Regions from separate parts of the Sus scrofa genome. Here region 1 is linked to region 2. A link is a contact called in public Hi-C data. All regions are on one chromosome and are shown on one strand. Each heading gives the region's core, a stretch centred on a gene start, on an enhancer-like site or on the middle of the called end of the contact. The rest is flanking DNA. Distances are from core to core; before and after follow the strand shown.

Evidence for each region. A called contact is a pair of places that touch in the nucleus more often than the background predicts.
Region 1: a contact with region 2 is called in a Hi-C map of liver, with 4 times the contacts expected there. The contact joins the promoter of TIMM50 here to the promoter of GMFG in region 2. A contact is called at or near these places in 1 of 47 Hi-C or Micro-C datasets (liver) and 1 of 2 datasets of contacts at active chromatin or transcription factors (alveolar macrophages).

The regions. Positions count from the first base shown.
Region 1 is chr6:48,123,268-48,128,302 of Sscrofa11.1, forward strand. It overlaps TIMM50 (mitochondrial import inner membrane translocase subunit TIM50), which reads left to right and starts at 3,203. Exons shown (of 13, transcript XM_021097543.1): 1 at 3,203-3,251; 2 at 3,569-3,694; 3 at 3,697-3,854; 4 at 4,736-4,892. The coding sequence starts at 3,203. It overlaps SUPT5H (transcription elongation factor SPT5), which reads left to right. Exons shown (of 32, transcript XM_005655822.3): 31 at 1,259-1,354; 32 at 1,435-1,853. The coding sequence ends at 1,578.
Region 2 is chr6:47,996,052-48,000,997 of Sscrofa11.1, forward strand. It overlaps GMFG (glia maturation factor gamma), which reads right to left and starts at 1,281. Exons shown (of 7, transcript XM_003133210.6): 1 at 1,175-1,281; 2 at 663-759; 3 at 500-549; 4 at 1-42. The coding sequence starts at 1,177.

The DNA.
Region 1 (5,035 bases), core at 1,953-4,452, 130 kb after region 2:
CTCTGTCTAGAACTCTCTTTCCTTCATTCTTTGTCTAGTGAACTCCTCATCCTTCAGGGAAACACCTGGGCTTTCTCAGGTCTGTCTCTTATGGGTCCATGCAATTCTTTTTCATGGTACCTACCTGCTGCCTCAAAGCTTAAAGTTGACCCTAGGGTGGTTCTTTGATTACCAAACCTGTATTTTCTTCCTAAGTGGCCCCAGTTCTTAGATGAGTGACTGGCACTTTGTTGGCTCTTCAGTAAATATTGAATTAATTAAACACCAAGAGACAAAGCTAGCTCTAGGCCCTGCCCGCACAGATCTCACATTCCAGTGGGGGAGATAATGTCCCCAGACAGTGACAGCCCTGGTGGCTAGAGCTGGGATGTGAGAAGCCCAGAGGGCAAAGAGGACTGCATGAACCCAGAGGAGGCACCTTATCCCACTTCGGAAGGGGTCAGGGAGGGCTTCCTGGAAAAAGTGACATCTGTGTCGAGACCTGAAGGATGAACAGGAGTAAGCCAGGGGAAATGGCTGGGGAGAGGGCTGAGTGCATTCCAGATAGAGGGCAGGCACAAAGGCCTGGAGGTGAGGGAAGGCCTGGCTTATCTGGGGAGTGGAGCCTCTTCATTGTGGCTGGAACATAAAGACTCAAGGGGGAAGGTGACGGAGGAGGCCAGAGAAGTGGCTGGAGCCAGTCACATGCCAGCCTGTGGATCTTGGATTGTGTCCTGAGGGCACTGGGAGGAGTGGTGGCACCAGAGCTGTGCTGGTCTGTCACAGATGGATTAGGTGTGGTGAGATGGGCCTGGGAGACCAGGGGGAGGTGCAGCTGCACTGCAGGCCTGGGGGGAGGAGAAGAGGGAGGGAGCATCCTCGGGAGGCTGAATGGGCAGGCCTCAGAGCTGGAGGTTGTTGAAGTTGCTGACTGGGGACCGTGGGGCCATCCCTGAGAGACAGCGGCCCAGGAGGAGGAACAAATGTGGGGGGGAAGCTGAGGCCAGTTTGGAACACAGAGAGTCAAGAGCCTGAGAAGCAGTCTCCCTGTTGGCTTAAGTTGGCTTCATGTTGGTGCTTGCCTTGCTAATCTCATCACCCCACCCTGCAGACTGCAGACCCCAGGTCTTGAACTGGGCCCAGCTTTGACCTTTCCTGCTCCTGTGTCACCTTGGAAAAGTGACTTCTTAGAATGAACCCTGATCCTGTGTCCCCTGAGGGTGGGTATCGGGTCTTTGTTGGGAGTAGGCCAGGCTGACCAGGCTGTCCCCACTCCCAGGGAGGCATGTGCTCTGTGTACCTGAAGGACAGTGAGAAGGTTGTCAGCATCTCCAGTGAGCACCTGGAGCCCATCACCCCCACCAAGAACAACAAGGTAAGAGAGGACAAAGGAACGTGGGGGCATTGGGCTGCGCCTCGGACCCTGACCTTGTGTGTGTGTGTCCCCCGCCCCAGGTGAAGGTGATCCTGGGTGAGGATCGGGAAGCCACAGGTGTCCTGCTGAGCATTGATGGCGAGGATGGCATTGTCCGCATGGACCTTGATGAACAGCTCAAGATCCTCAACCTCCGCTTCCTGGGGAAGCTCCTGGAGGCCTGAGACAGGCAGGGTGGACTCTGGCACATGTCTGGCAGATGGAGAGTGTCCCTCCTTCCTCCCCTGGCCCTTGGCTCTGACACAGGATCTGGGGCCTGGAGCAGGGTTAGCCTGATTGTTCAGGATTTCTTTTATTTTCATTTATGGGTTCCTATCTTCCTCCCTATTCATGGGAATCAGAGTAGAGTCTGGGGGAGGGTCCCCACCTTCTTGTACCCCACCTTCCTCGGCTTGCTTTTGTGTTATGGTCTTTAATAAAAAGCTCTTTGGTCAAAAGTCGGGCGTGTGTGGGCGTGTGTTCCAGTTTGTGAGGAGGGTCATTTGCAGACCCCACTTACTTGTGTGGTCTTAGGTAAGTAACAGTCTACTGTCTACATAAACCTCAGTGTTCTCATCTAGAAAATGATACTCCCTACCCTGAGGGCTCTTGAATGTGTAAGATGTTGGAAAGAGATTATTAGAACAGAGCTTGTCATGTAATTGACAAAGTTCCGTCTTATGCTTGAGTCTTATGCTTGAGTCTCATGCTTGAGTGAAGTAAAAATCGGTTAATATTAAATTGGAAACAGATTCCTCCTATGGTGCAGCATTTGATGGTCCTTTCTCTTGAGCCCATCAGCAGTGATGCCAGCATTGCTGTAGCTTGTCTAAGAGCTTGGGCATGGGAATGAGGAGCAGTGTGGCAAACGGGGCTTAGTACCTGACTCCTTCACTTTCCTCATTTGATAGTCACAGGTCTTTTTGCAAATGCAATATAAAATGTATTATAAGATAGTTGAGGGAATTCCCGCTGTGGCACAGTGGGTTAGGAATCCTACTGTAGCAGCTTGGGTCGCTGCAGAGGTGGGGATCTGTACCCAGCTGTGGCCGTCGTTAAAGGATCCAGGGTTGCCCCAGCTAGGGGTGGGTTACAGTTGTGGCTGGGATTCATTCCCTGGCCTGGGGAACTTCCGTATGCTGTGGATGTGGCCATAAAAAATTAAAATGTTGAGCTGTTCAAAAAGATCCACCAAGAACACCCATGTCCCCACCACTCTGCTTAGGAACCTGATAGGAAGGATCCACTTTAGCGGCACACCCAGTACATTCTCCTCCAGAGGTAATCACAGCCCTGAATCCTGTGTCTTTTTCCTAACATCGGTACTTTTACTACCTTAGTATTTATCCCTAAATGTTGTGTGGTGGCTTTAAGTGTTCTTTTAAGTTTACATAACGGAGTTAATAGGTTAAGTAGGGATCCGGTGTTGTCACTGCTGAGGCTCAGGTTGCTTCTACCATCCCAAAGTTCAATCCGTGGCTGGGAACCTTTGCATGCTGCAGGCGAGGAGGAAAAAAAGCCTATATAGACAGCATGACTGGAGTTCCTGTCGTGGCGCAGTGGTTGACAAATCCGACTAGGTACCATGAGCTTGCAGGTTCGATCCCTGGCCTGGCTCAGTGGGTTAAGGATCCGGCGTTGCCGTGAGCTGTGGTGTAGGTTGCAGGCGCAGCTCGGATCCCGCGTTCCTGTGGCTGTGGTGTAGGCCAGCGGCTGCAGCTCCTATTCGACCCCTAGCCTGGGAACCTCCATATCCCGCGGAAGCGGCCCTAGAAAAGGCAGACAAAACAAACAAACAAAAAAACCAGCATGACTTTTTCCCTTGAAAATAATTTGAGGGAGATTTACTGTGGCTCCTGTAGCCTCTGATTCATGGATTTCCTCTCAATACTCGAAGCCCACCAGACAGGGCGACTGTTCTCTTTCGCTGAGCCTCCATATGAAACTGACTGTCTTTCCAGACCGTTTATAGGAAGCTCATGGGAGGAGGGGCCCGCTCCTGACTTTTGGCTGTTAGGACAAATCAAGCAGCCACAGACTGGATCCCTCGGTTAGGGCCTCAGCTTGACCTCCGAGCAGCGGGTGTCTGCCCTGTTCTGCGGCAGGGGCGGTGGAACGCCCTCCGTCTGGAGGGAGGCGTGGTGCCGGCTGACTCTCCTGGTTGGCTTGCCCCAGGCGGCAAAAGAGTGACTGGGGGTGAGCGCGCCCGCTGCAGTGCTCCCGAAGCCTTTTGTCTCTCTCGGGCTCCCGTCCACCCGCCTCTCGCCTGCACCCTTATTGGCTGCGGTGCGGGCCCGGGGCGGGGAGGAGGGGGGGGGGACGAGTGGGCGGGGCCTCGTGGCGTCAGCGCAAGATGGCGGCCTCGGCGGGGCTGTTCTTGCGGTTGCGGAGCGGGCTCTTGCAAGGCGCGCGGGGGCTGTGCGCGAGGCTCGCGACGGCGCCTCCCCGGGCCCCAGACCAGGTGAGCTGGACTGGGGTGGCCCTCGGGTGCGGAGGCTCCTTCCTGGAGTTCCAGGCGGGCCGCTGCCGCCCAGAGGCTCTGGGACACAGCACCTCAGGGTGCTGAATGGAACGCCGCCCGCGTTTTGGGTCTCTTCCCTGCTTCCCCGGGTAGGCGGCGCTTGCTTCCCCGGGCTAGATGCTTAGGGGCTCAAGTGCGTCCTTTGGATCCTACCTCCTCTGGACCCCACGTGGGCGCCCGGGGTGGGGGTGGGGGGGTCACCTGTTCTCCCGTCTTGGCCGCCCTAGGTAATACTAGAGGGGGAGGGGCCCGGGAAGGTCGAGTCCCAGCGTGGCCTTGAGGGTATTTTCCCTGAGAGGGGTGTGGTGGAGAGGTAGATGTTGGAGCTTCTGATTTTGACCTCTCTCCATCTTGACGGAGACCCAGCCATTCTGATCTCCAGGTCTTTCACTTACGTGCCCTACTTCTCCAAGCCCCAGAGAAGCTATTGCTCCTCCAGCCTCGCTCCTATCCCTTCCCTTCCATATCCTGCTACTTTGAGCCCCAGACATCTGGATGACCCTACTCCCCGTCCTGTCCCCTTGTGTGTCCTTCATTGCCTTGCTTTAGGAATCCCAGTGTGCAGACGGACTCCCTGATCTCATCTCCCTGCCCTGCTTTTCCCCTCTTCAGGGTCTCCAATCTTTTGCCTTTAGGATCCTGGGCACCTAGCCTGTCAACTCTTGAACCCCTGGAATCTTGGCTCCAGGCAGGAACACAACTCCGGAGGCCATGTGGGTGTCTGCTTTCTGGCTTCCAACCTTGATTCTTCTCAGTTCAGGGTACCCAAACCACCCTGACTTTTCCCCTCTCTTGGCCAACCTACCCCCTCTCAATTGCAGACTGCAGAGATCGGGAGCCGAGCAGGCACTAAGGTCCAGGTCCAGGGGCCACAGCAGCAGAGGAGCTCGGAGGGTCCCAGCTATGCCAAAAAAGTCGCACTCTGGCTTGCTGGGCTGCTCGGGGCTGGTGGGACCGTGAGCATCGTCTATATCTTCGGTGAGAGACATATGCCTGTCCACCAGTTTTCTTGTCGACCCTCTGTTCTACTGCAGAACAAACCTCCCCGTTTCTTCTAAAGACTTCACCCATCTGTGTTCCCTGGCTCCTCCCTCAGTAGGGCAGCCAACTAGGAAATGAGG
Region 2 (4,946 bases), core at 31-2,530:
TCTCTCTGGCAACTCCATTTTTAGTTCCTCCGGAGAAATATTCTGTAGGGGTTAGGGAGGAATAGAGGAAGCAAGATTGGCATTCAATGAACACTTCCTATGTGCCAAGGCGCTGGTCCAAGAAACACACATGGACTAACTCATTGGCCTCTCCCCAAACCCAGAGAGGTAGGTCCTATAATTACCCCTATTTTATAGGTGAACAAACTGAGGTCAGAGGTGTTAAGACACTTGCCTTCTTCTAAACCCATTACCAGGATTAAATCACTGAATCCCCAGACAACACTAAGAGGAAGGTCCCATTATCCCCTTTTCACAGATGAGGAAGCAGAGACCCAGAGAGGCCAAGTCTCTCACCCAGGGTCATAGCTAAGCTGGGATGTGACCTCAGGTCTTTTTGGCCCCCAATGCCAGGTTTTTAGTCACAGCCCCTTGGGTCTCCTGGTTCCACCCTGCATTTCTCAGGGGTCCCATTGCCACCTCCCTCCCCACCCCTCACCTGAAATTCTTCCTCCAACACCACCATCTGCCGGTCTTTGTCCACTTTCACTGGGGAGGGATGGCACACAGGAGTTAGATACCCTTGCCTTCCATCAGTGACATTAGCCCAGCCCTAACGCATGTCCCCACTCCCAATCCTTCCGGGGGAAGATGACACTCACTTATGATAGCTGCGTTGTCTGTCTCTTTTCGAAAGCGGAATTTCCTCAGCTTTTCCTTTAGCTCTGGGTCCACCTCGCACACCACCAGGGAGTCGGACTGCCGGAGGAGCCCAGTAAGAGCAGAGTCGCCTGGCCTCAGCCCTGCCCCCTTCCCCGAACATCGGTTTCTCCAACTAGCAATGAAGAGGAGGCCCTGATAGCTCATAGCTTGCCTTCGTGAGCATTAGGGAAAGGCAGCCTTTCCTCAGGGGAGATGCTGCTCCTTGCAAAGCAGAGGCTGGGCTCAGGCCTTCTCGGCAGGTGCCCTTAGGAAACGCCCAGGGAGACCCAGGGATCTGCTTGCCTGGGACTGAACCCAGAACTGCAATCTCTCTTCCCCCAGCCAGGGCCTTTGTCACAGTGGGACCCCCACCGCCAGACCTCCCTTCCTCGGCCTGACCTTCACCCAGGCATCCTCCCAGCCCCAGCCCCACTCCAGCCCCTAGCCCTTCCCATAGACCCTGGCCCCTGACCATGACTTTTCTGTCCACGAGCCTCTTCTTTTCTGGGTTCCGCTATCTTCTAGGGGTGGCGACCAGGGCTACTGGGGGCGGGGTGTGGGGTAGGGGGAAGGTTTCATCCAACACCACATCCTGTTTATGCCCATTCTGGGCAACTGTCACAGAGGGCTCCTCCCCCTCTTTCCTTCCCCTCATGTGCTCAGACCTTCCAGGCTTTGCAATCACCCCGACTGGGTTTGGATGCTGCCTTATTGTGTGACCCTAGCTAAGTAACTTCACCTCTCTGATTCATGATAAAATAGCTTCGCATGTCTCCCAGCATGGTGGACACATTCATTAGGCAGTAGGTAATGATGAATTCTTTAGCTCTGTCCCTCCTCCAGGAAGGCCTCCTGGATTTCCCTCATCTGGACTATTTCAATTCCAGAGCTGAAAGGGGGAGCTTAGAGATGTTTCCTGGTCAAATGGCCACTTACAATACTGATGGGGATATGGAAGATAGAGAGGGATCACCACGGTGCCCCAGGTAATTGTGAATTTTTTCCTGCAATTATTCAACCTCATGGGCCTTATAATGGGCCCTACAACAATGACGTTCAGTCCTGTCAGACCAGTACCTTGTTTCGCTCTCTCTCTCTCTCTCTTTTTTTTTTTTTTTCTTTTTTTAGGGCCGCTACCTGCGGCATATGGAGGTTCCCAGGCTAGGGGTCAAATTGGAGCAACAGCTGCCGATCTACACCACAGCTACAGCCACACCAGATCCGAGCCATGTCTGTGACCCACACCACAGCTCACGGCAACGCCAGATCCTTAACCCCCTGAGCAAGGCCAGGGTTCGAACCCGCATCCTTATGCATACTGGCCGGATTCATTTCTGCTGAGCCAGGACAGGAACTCCCAGTACCTCCTTTTTGATTAAGAGCATTTTTATTGCCCCCCTTCACCCTGTTCTCATCCTGAAATGAAATTCCTAGATAATGTAACCTACTTATAGACATAAATCCCCCCCAAGACAGTATAGTGTTCTAAATGTGATATAAAGGAGAAATAAAAGGAAAGTAATTTATGAGAAACCCCTGTGTATTTCCATGAGAAAATATAAGCAAACCAGAGAGAATTTTCACAGGACCCAGCCCCATGGCGTCGGCCCGCTGTGCTGGCTTCTTCCATAGCAGCGGGCAGAACTTTCCTGTCCCCTCTGCTCCAGCTCTGGGTCCCACCCTGTCTCTCACCCCCTCAAGGGCATTGGTGCCGAGGCTCTCCCTCTCCCCGTGCCCCCAGGGTCCTCATCTCTGCTAGAGCTTTCCCCTCAGTCCACAGGCGATGTCATTTCTTCCACCTTAGAAACGACAAACCCTATCTTCCGTCCAGCCACTGCCCGTTCATTTCCTTCCCTTTTCAGCAAAACTTCTTGAAAATATTGTCCACACTTGCTGCCTCCAATTTCTCCTCCCAGTTTGCTCGACCCTCTCCCAGCCCCTTTACTCCTGTCCCTCTCCAGCGACATACCTGGTCAGGGCCATCGAGGACGGTCAATTCTCAACCTTGATCTGCTGTGCCCTGTCAGCCACATCCGACACCACCCATCGCTCCCTATGCCCCCAAACGCTTTCTCCCGTTGGCTTCCAGGCCAGCACTCTGGCCTGGTTTTCCTCTGGCTCTCCTGGCCGCTCCTTCTCAGCCTCCTTTTAACCACTGAGGGGCCCAGGGCTCAGGCTTTTGTCCCTTTCTCTCTCCCATCCACTTTCCCCTCTTCCTGAGTGCATCAGTCTCTTGGTGGTCAAAGGGGATAGCCTAGAATTTCTTCAGCCGGGGCCTCTCCCTGAACTCTAGGCTCTTATAGCCAGCTGCCTGCATGACTTCTCCATAAGGATGTCTTATTCAGTTGTTTATTATTTATTTTACATTAATTTATTGAAGTGTAGCTGATTCACAATGTTGTGTTAGTTTCTGCTGTACAGCACAATGACTTAGTTATACATATATATACATACTTTTTCATATTCTTTTTCATATACTTTTCCATTATGGTTTATTAGAGGATATTGACTATAGTTCCCTGTGCTATTATGGTAGGACCGTATTGTTTATCTCCATCTGGATATATATATTTTTTTTTTTTTGGTCTTTTTAGAGCCACTCCCTAAAATTTTCCAGGCTAGGGGTCGAATCAGAGCTGCAGCTGCCAGCCTATCCCACAGCCACAGCAAGGCCAGATCCTCTGAGCTATGTCTGTGATTTACACCACAGCTCACAGCAACGCCAGATCCTTAACCCACTGAGCGAGGCCATGGATTGAAACCATGACCTCGTGGATGCTAGTCGGGTTCGTTACCACTGAGCCACAACAGGAATTCCTCCATCTGAGTGTCTTAGAGGCATCCTTGAATCACTTCTTTCCTCTGTCAAAGTACCTCAGAATTTGTCTGCTCTGAACTTCAAAATATAAGCAGAACCAGCCCACCTCTCCTCCACAGCCCACATTCTGGTCCTGCCACCTTCAACCCTTGCTTGAACTCTCACAGCAGCTTCTCCCTGTTTCCCTGCTCCCACGCCACTCCCTGCACTCTTTTTTTTTTTTTTTTCTTGCCACTGGGCCAAAGATCAAAATTGCAACACAGCAGCAACCCAAGCCACTGCAGTAACAAAACCAGATCCTTAACACGCTGCACCACATAACTTCCCAACGCTCTATTCTTCACAGAGACTAGACCCTAATAAAAGAGGTCCTAACAAAACCCAAGTCAGATGACATACCCGCTCTCTCGAAGCCGTCTTATAGTTCCCATATTATTTGGGTAAAAGCAAAAGCCCTTATAGCAGCCTTTAAAGCTCCACATTACCTGCCACCACCCCTCCTCATGACCTCTTGGATCCTGTCTCTCAGTATTGTGCTTTGTCCACTCCTCTCCGTCCACACCAGCCTGTTTGTGGCTCTGCAAATGATCCCGCCACCAGGCCTTTGCACTTGCTGGTTCCTCTTTCTGGAACCCTCTTTCCTTCATGGCTTACCCCTTCCGCCCTTCAGATTTCTGTTCAACTGACCTTTGATCAAAGATGCCTTTCTCCACCTAAAATATCGCTGACCTCATCACTCCATCCCCTTAGCTGGCTTTGTTGTTCTCCATAGTACTTATCACCAAGTTACACTGTAAATATTTATCATTCTTTTCTGTCCAAGTAGAATGTAAGCTTCATGAAGACAAGAGATTTTTGCCCATCTTTTTCACTGTTGAATTTTTAGCACTTTGAACAGTGCCTGGCACATGTAAGGTACTCAAGAAATATATATACCAAAGTATAAAAGTGGAGGAGTTCACATCATGGCGCAGCGGAAACAAACCCAACGAGGAACCATGAGGTTGCGGGTTTGATTCTTGGCCTTGCTCAGTGGGTTAAGGATCTGGTGTTGCTGTGGCATAGGTCATAGACTCAGCTCAGACCTGACGTTGCTATGACTGTGGTGTAGGCCAGCGGCTACAGCTCCGATTGGACCCCTAGTCTGGGAACCTCTGTATGCCCCAAGTGTGGCCCTAGAAAGACAAAAAGACCAAAAAAAAAAAAAAAGGTATAAAAGTATGTGTATCTACTTTTTTAATGGCCGCACCCATGGCATATGGAAGTTCCCAGGCCAGTGATTGAAACTAAGCTGCAGCTGCAACTCAGCTGCTGCAACCAGGTTCTTAACCTACTGTGTCACAGTGGAAACTCTCAAGAAATATCAGTGAATGAATAAATGAACTAGCGTCCTTGGAGCATAACCATTCCATATGAGGTGAAAGTT